Regions from separate parts of the Pan troglodytes genome. Here region 2 is linked to region 1. Evidence: chromatin contacts called from public HiChIP or PLAC-seq data. All regions are on one chromosome and are shown on one strand. The core of a region is the stretch at or near the end of the contact, and the rest is flanking DNA. Distances in the headings are between cores, read along the strand shown.

Region 1 (4,173 bases), core at 450-2,949:
AGGGGTGGGGGGTGATAAGAGACACAGGAGACAGAGTCAGGTCCCAGAGGCAGCAAGGCCTACCCCCAAATTGCAGTCAGGTTGGGAAGTAGAATCATGGCTAGGCCCGCGGCCCCGGGTCTTGCTCAGGCTCGGTCCCTGGCACGCCGCGGATGTCCGGCAGCAGGCGGCAGCCAGCCACGATGTCCAGACGCTCGGCCAGCGCACAAAGGTCCCCGCGCGCCAGGCGCACGCTGTGGGCCGCCGCCAGCCCCGCCGCCTGGGCTGCCGCCAGCCTACTAGCCAGGGCGGCCACGTCGCGGCCTGCACGGCGGTAGACACCGCTCACGGCGGCCGCCACGTCGTGGTCCAGCCGCGCCTGGCTCTCCGCCAGCCGAAGTTGCAGGAGCGAGCGCGCGGGGGCGGGCGCCGGGGCCTCCTCCGTGCCCCAGGCCTCCTCCGCCGATTCCCGCTGCACCACGAGTGGAGGCAGGTCCCTCGGCGCGGCCGTCGGTTCCGGCTCCGGCTCCGAGTCGGTCTCCGCGGCTTCCCCAGCCACCCGCAGCCCTGTGGGGCGGCCGCGCGTCGGGCCCGAAGGACCCAGGTACAGCTCCTCCTCCTCCGACGAGGACGCAGAGCGCTCGGAATCCGTCTCGGTCGCCTCCCCCGGCACCACCGTCTCCGGCCTCCGCAGGGGCCTCCGCCGACGACCCTGGGACGCCATGGCACCGAGCTAGGGGAGAAGAGCGAAGGGACTGCACGTGAGACCGGCGCCGCGGTGGGTAAAAGGCGCAGGTCCTGGATTCCCAGCCCCTTCGCTGATTCTCTTAACGACTTGGTGTCAGCTGCTCCCCGTCTGGGCCTCAGTTTCCTCTTCTGTAAACTGGGTGATGATGGGGGTTACTGGACCCCAGGCTCTTCAGCGTACAGATGGGGAAACTGAAGACCAGCTCGAACAAGGATCTGGGGCCCGAGTTCCCGGAGTCCCAAGCCGAGCTCTTTACGAATTTGCCTCCTAGTAGAGGCCACACCCTCCACCTGGTCCACCATGCCAATCTCAGACCCGGAAGCACACGGGCCCGTGAGGTGCTCGGGACCAGCGCCAGAGTCGCAGAAAGGATGACAGTCCGACTGGACTCTGCTGGGGGCACTCATGGGATGGGAGAAGCGCTAACGCCAAAGACCGTACCCGGCAGCTGACGCTCGGAGCTTGCAAGATCCGCTTCCTAGCCCGAGTGCTGCGTTCTCACCGTGGCAGCTGAAGGGCTGCGATTTCAACCAATAGGGGAGCGGATTGGGCGGGCATTAGCGGCCAAGTCACGTGGATTCGCCCGGCTACCAATCAGGAAGCAAGTTCTCAGCATCAGCTTTGAGTGAGCGTGTAGAAGAGTCACATGAATGGAGGAACCGCCAATAGAGAAGCAGCTGGGCCGGCTCTTCCAGGTTGTGCGACGAGGAAAGTCTGGAGTGGACAAATAGGGATTTTAAAAGCCGAGTATGTCACGTGTAACCAGTAATTTGGCCAATAGGAATGCTCGAGAACCCGGAAATAGGGAAGGGACGGCAGTAAGTGCAGAAGATGTTGCCACCTGTGGCCAGAGAAGGCGTAGGCCCGCCCCCTAGTGTCCCAGGCTCACGCGCACACTGCTTGAGTCCGGGCGGGGAGGCGGGGCTAGTCTAAAACACCAATGGAAGCGGGAGTAGGAGGGCTCGCGCCGTGACGCAAGAGGCGTGGCTTACCAAGCCTGGCCAATGAGAGCTGGAAGCGCTGGGCGCATCTTTAGGCGCGCGAGGAGGGGGCATGGCGGATACTGTGTTGTTTGAGTTTCTTCACACGGAGATGGTGGCTGAGCTGTGGGCTCACGACCCCGACCCCGGCCCGGGGGTGAGCGCCGGGCTCCGTGGGGAGGAAGCGGGGGCCACCAAGGTAACGCCTCTGGGAGAACGGAGGGCGCGTCAGGCGTCCGGGTTCGAACCCGGCCCAGCCCCGGCCTTGCAGGGCAACGTCTGGCCCTGGCTTCCTCCTTTGGAAAGTGGCGTTCGCGACGGTGCCGGCTCGGGGTTATTGCTAAATTGAGCGCGATGATTCAGGGTAAAGCACTTAGCTCAAGGCCTGAGTAAGCGGCTAGTAATCAAAATAATGCTGTTATTGGGCGTGTGCTGAGGACTCGCCTCCCCCACTTACTAGGTGTGCGACCCAATGACTTAATCTTTGTGTGTCCTAGTTTTCTCTTTTGTAAAATGAGTATCATAACGTACCTAAGCCTCAGCGTGGGACATTTATTTATTCGACACCCACTTATTGAGCGTCTGTTGTATTCCAGGCACCGTTCTAAGAATCCCTTCCTTGTGAAGCTTACATTTCACTAGGGGAGTCAAATAATAAAATGAAATATGCCGGCTGGGCGCTGTAGCTCCCAGCACTTTGGGAGGCCGAGGCCGTCGGATCACCTGAGGTCAGGAGTTCAAGACCAGCCTGGCCATGGTGAAATCCCGTGTCTACAAAAATTAGCCGAGCATGATGGCGGGTACCTGTAAGTAATCCCAGCTACTCGGGAGGCTGAGACAGGAGAATGGCTTGAACCTGGGAGGCGGAGGTTGCAGTGAGCCAAGATTGTGCCATTGCACTCCAGCCTAGGCGACAGAGCGAGACTTGTCTCAGGAAAAAAAAAAAAAAAGAGAGATAATGGGGTTTTGCCATGTTGCCTAGGCTGGTCTTGAACCCCTAGGCTCAAGTGATTCTCCCGCGTGGGCCTCCCAAAGTGCTAGGATTACAGGCGTGAACTACCGTGACTGGCCCGGGACTCGTGTGTGTGTATGTGTGTGTGCACGCGCATCCTGCTCGGTCGCCCAGGCTGGCTGGAGTGCAGTGATGCAGTCATGGCTCACTGCTGCCTCGACCTCCTGGGCTCAAGCGATCATCCCACTTCTCAGCCTCCCAAGTAGCTGGGACCACAAGCGCTGCTGGCGCCACCACACCTGGCTAATTTTTTGTATTATTATTATTTTTTTTAGTAGAGACGGGTTTTCACTGTTAGCCAGGATGGTCTCCATCTTCTGATCTCGTGATCTGCCCATCTTGGCCTCCCAAAGTGCTAGGATTACAGGCGTGAGCCACTGCACCCGGCCAATTTTTTTTTTTTTTTTTTTTTTTTAGTAGATACGGGGTTTCACCATTTTGGCCAGGCTGGTGTCGAACTCCTGACCTCGTGATCCACCCGCCTCGGCCTCCCAAAGTGCTGGGATTACAGGCGTGAGCCACCGCGCCTGGCCATGTAAGACATTTTTATTGGCTCTGGTTTCCTTCCAGGGTTAGAAGCCCCAGGGAGGATGTTGCTTGTTACCATCTTGATGTACAGATATAAACCTGTCATAAGTTTAAAACATCATAAATCAAAAATGCATTTAGCCAGATGTGGCGACTTGCACCTGTAATCCCAGGTACTCAGGAAGCAGAGGTGGGAGGATCACTTGAGGCCCAGCATTCAAGACTAGCCTGGGCAACATAGCAAGACCTCACCTCTAAAAGAAATTTTTATTTTTATTTTTATTTATTTATTTATTTATTTATTTATTTATTTATTTATTTATTTTTGAGACAGAGTCTTGCTCTGTTGCCCAGGCTGGAGTGCAGTGGCGCAATCTTGGCTCACTGCAAGCTCCGCCTCCTGGGTTCACGCCATTCTCCCGCCGCAGCCTCCTGAGTAGTTGGGACTACAGGTGCCTGCCACCACACCCGGCTAATTTTTTTTTTTTTTTTTTTTTTTGTATTTTTAGTAGAGATGGGGTTTCACCATGTTAGCCAGGATGGTTTTGATCTGACCTCGTGATCTGCCCGCCTCGGGCTCCCAAAGTGCTGGGATTACAGGTGTGAGCCACTGTGCCTGGCCAAGAAATTTTTAAAATTAGCTGGGCGTGATGACACATGCCTATACTACTAAGAACTCGGGAGGCTGAGGTGGGAGGATTGCCTGGGCCCAGGAGTTCAAGGCTGCAGTGAGCTATGATCATGCCACTGCACTCCAGCCTGGGTGATAGAGTGAGACCCTGTCTCTAAAAAAAAAGGGGATTACTCAGTGAACCATCAAAAATTTTTGCCCTCTTGGAGCTTTGTCATCATTGGAGGAGACAGACAAGTAAATGAGTAAAGTATCTGGTACATTGTGTAACTGCTATGAGGAAGATACAGCATGG
Region 2 (3,703 bases), core at 582-3,081, 150 kb before region 1:
GGAGTGCAGCAGTGGCTCGATCACAGCTCACTGCAGCCTCGACTGCCTGGGTTCAAGCAATCCTCCTGCCTCAGCCTCCTGAGTAGCTGGGACCACAGATGCACTCCACTACGCCCAGATAATTTTTGTAGTTTTTTTTATTTTTTGTGGAGACGGGGTTTAGCTATGTTGCCGAGGCTGGTCTCTAACTCCTGGGCTCAAGGAATCCTTCCTCCTTGGCCTCCCAAAGTGCTGGGATTACAGGTGTGAGCCACTGCACCTGGCCTATTACCCTTCTCAGGCTCTGGAGTCCATCCTTCTGCTCTGTCTCCCTGAGTTCAATTGTTTTTTGTTTTGTTTTTTTTTTTAGACACAGTCTCGCTCTGTCACCAAGGCTGGAGTGCAGCAGTGCGATCACAGCTCACTGCAGCCTCACCTCCCCAGGCTCAAGTGATCCTCCCATCTCGGCCTCCTGAGTAGCTGAGACTATAGGTGTGTCCCACCATGCCTGGCTAATTTTTGTATTTTTAGTAGAGACAGGGTTTCACCGCGTTGACCAGGGTGGTCTCGAACTCCTGAGCTCAAGCAATCCTCCTGCCTCAGCCTCCTTGTTTTGATTTTTAGATCCCACAAATAACTTGTGATGTTTGTCTTTCTATACCTGGTTCATTTAACATTTTCTTTTTCTTTTCTTTTCTTTCTTTTTTTTTTTTTTTTTGAGACTGAGTCTTGCTCTGTCACTCAGGCTAGAGGGCAATGGTGCCATCTCAGCTCACTGCAACCTCCACCTCCTAGGTTCAAGCAATTCTTATGCCTCAGCCTCCTGACTAGCTGGGATTACAGGCGTGTGTCACCATGCCAGGCTAATTTTTGTACTTTTAGTAGAGATGGGGTTTCACCATGTTGGCCAGGCTGGTCTTGAACTCCTGGCCTCAAGTGATCCACCCGCCTCTGCCTCTGCCTCCCAAAGTGCTGGGATTACGGGCCTGAGCCACTGTGCCCGGCCCATCTAACATTTTCACTGTCAATCACAATGGGATTAAAACTCCTCCCACAGCCCCTAGGGCACCATGGGTCTGCTCCTGTCTCCCCTCCAACCTCATCTTCTTCCTCCCACTCTCTCCTTGGCCCCATCTGCTCCAGCCCCCTGGCCTCCTTCCTGTCTGTCCTCAGATGTGCCCAGCCATTCTCACCTCAGCGCCTTTGCACCTGCTGTTCCTCCCAGAGCCGCACATGGCTGGCTCCCTGTTCTCCTTCAGGTCTCTGCTCAGATGTCATCTTCCCAAAGAGGCCTGCCTCGACCTCCCCTGCTGCTGTGCCGTCCCCTCATCTGTGACCCTCTTGCACTATCACCTCCAGGACGGCGGGGGTTTTGTGTTTTGTTGTAGCCTCAGGAAGTGCCTGATAGATCCCTGTTTCGAGACCAGTTCCATTTAGTTTTCTGGGCCTCAGTTTCCGTAACCGTGAAAGAGACCCTTGGCAATCTGAGCTTGCTGGGAAAGGGGGGAAAGGGCTGGGCCCCATGTAAATATTTCTAAAGCACCCCTCTCCCCTCCCCGCTCAGATCAGGAGTCTGAGGGAGAGGCACAGAGGCTCCCTTTCTCTAAGCCAGTCCTCACCTGCCTAAGAAGATGTGAAGGAGACCCAGGAGACCCTGGGATAGGGAGGAACCCAGAGGGAAGGGACATTCTTTTCTTCGTCGCAATCCTGGGAGCTCCCTGGAGGAGGAGACCCGATCAGCCTGCAATCCTGGCGCGTCCCAGGAGGAGAAAGCGGCTTCCTCTATACTGTACTCTCCTCCACAGAACCCCCTTCTCAGCCCTGGAAGTCCTTGCTCACAGCCGAGGCGCCGAGAGCGCTTGCTCTGCCCAGATCTGCGCGAGTCTGGCGCCCGCGCTCTGAACGGCGTCGCTGCCCAGCCCCCTTCCCCGGGAGGTGGGAGCGGCCACCCAGGGCCCCGTGGCTGCCCTTGTAAGGAGGCGAGGCCCGAGGACACCCGAGACGCCCGGTTATAATTAACCAGGACACGTGGCGAACCCCCCTCCAACACCTGCCCCCGAACCCCCCCATACCCAGCGCCTCGGGTCTCGGCCTTTGCGGCAGAGGAGACAGCAAAGCGCCCTCTAAAAATAACTCCTTTCCCGGCGACCGAGACCCTCCCTGTCCCCCGCACAGCGGAAATCTCCCAGTGGCACCGAGGGGGCGAGGGTTAAGTGGGGGGGAGGGTGACCACCGCCTCCCACCCTTGCCCTGAGTTTGAATCTCTCCAACTCAGCCAGCCTCAGTTTCCCCTCCACTCAGTCCCTAGGAGGAAGGGGCGCCCAAGCGCGGGTTTCTGGGGTTAGACTGCCCTCCATTGCAATTGGTCCTTCTCCCGGCCTCTGCTTCCTCCAGCTCACAGGGTATCTGCTCCTCCTGGAGCCACACCTTGGTTCCCCGAGGTGCCGCTGGGACTCGGGTAGGGGTGAGGGCCCAGGGGGCACAGGGGGAGCCGAGGGCCACAGGAAGGGCTGGTGGCTGAAGGAGACTCAGGGGCCAGGGGACGGTGGCTTCTACGTGCTTGGGACGTTCCCAGCCACCGTCCGATGTTCCCGGCGGGGGGCCAGCTGTCCCCACCGCCAGCCCAACTCAGCACTTGGTCAGGGTATCAGCTTGGTGGGGGGGCGTGAGCCCAGCCCCTGGGGCGGCTCAGCCCATACAAGGCCATGGGGCTGGGCGCAAAGCATGCCTGGGTTCAGGGTGGGCATGGTGCCCGAGCAGGGAGGTGAGAGGCTCAGCTGCCCTCCAGAACTCCTCCCTGGGGACAACCCCTCCCAGCCAATAGCACAGCCTAGGTCCCCCTATATAAGGCCACGGCTGCTGGCCCTTCCTTTGGGTCAGTGTCACCTCCAGGATACAGACAGCCCCCCTTCAGCCCAGCCCAGCCAGGTACTGCACGGGGCGGGAATCTGGGTGGGGGCCAGAGTAGGGGATTTCTGTGGGTGCTAGAGGCTTGGCTTGGGAAAGGGCCTGTGTGTCACCCCTTGCCCCACCAACATCCTCCTATACAAAGGCAGGTCGGTGCATGGGAAGGTTGACCCTTGTGTGTCTGGGAGGCCCCTCCATCTGTGAGGCTGCCTGAACCCCGCACTGGGACCTGTGATTTCTGCGGCACAAGTCTTGGGTTATGGGGAGGGATCCGAGATGAAAGGGGTCCTGACAGCTGCCAACTGTCACCCCCTGCAAGGGGCTGTTGAGCCAGGCCTGTGTTCATTACAGTTTGTCGCCAACACTGGCGCCACAAGCCGTGGGAGGTGTGTCTGTCGCCTAGCAGAGTCTGCAAGAGCAGGTGTCGCAGGCTTTCTTTGCGTTTGCTACTGTGTGGGTCCCTGTGACCTTGTATCTGACTTAGTAGTGGACACATGAGTGTCCTGGGCATGTCCTTGAGTTTGGAAGTGTGACTGTGTGACTCAGTTTACAGTGTGATCTGGGGAGTCTGCGGTGGTGGGGGTGTGTGGCTCTGGGGCTTTCTGCTTATGTCTCTTGTTGGGGGGGGGGTCACCACCTTGCCTCAGTGCCCTCTCCTGGGGTGTCCCTGGCAGGGATTAGGGGGGCATCCTCTGAAGGAGGGGGTCTGGGCTGCCATCCCAGGATGTCCTTGAGCCCCGAGGCCTGGACCCGTGTCCTCCCAGCCACCCTGGCCCACCTGTCTTGGGCCTGCTGACTTGGTGCAAGCCGAGCCCCG

Evidence for each region. HiChIP or PLAC-seq counts read pairs in DNA pulled down with a chosen protein or histone mark.
Region 2: a contact with region 1 is called in an H3K4me3 HiChIP or PLAC-seq map of stem cell-derived excitatory neurons, with 5 times the contacts expected there. The contact joins the promoter of CKM here to the promoter of TRAPPC6A in region 1. A contact is called at or near these places in 2 of 7 Hi-C or Micro-C datasets (induced pluripotent stem cells and stem cell-derived neural progenitor cells) and 1 of 1 datasets of contacts at active chromatin or transcription factors (stem cell-derived excitatory neurons).

Annotation. Positions count from the first base shown.
Region 1 is chr20:48,131,667-48,135,839 of NHGRI_mPanTro3-v2.0_pri, reverse strand. TRAPPC6A (trafficking protein particle complex subunit 6A) reads left to right here and starts at 1,699. Exons shown (of 5, transcript XM_016936197.4): 1 at 1,699-1,906. The coding sequence starts at 1,781. It overlaps BLOC1S3 (biogenesis of lysosomal organelles complex 1 subunit 3), which reads right to left and starts at 1,258. Exons shown (of 5, transcript XR_008540937.2): 1 at 1,169-1,258; 2 at 64-712.
Region 2 is chr20:48,279,616-48,283,318 of NHGRI_mPanTro3-v2.0_pri, reverse strand. It overlaps CKM (creatine kinase, M-type), which reads left to right and starts at 1,831. Exons shown (of 8, transcript XM_001163660.6): 1 at 1,831-2,907. The coding sequence starts at 2,704.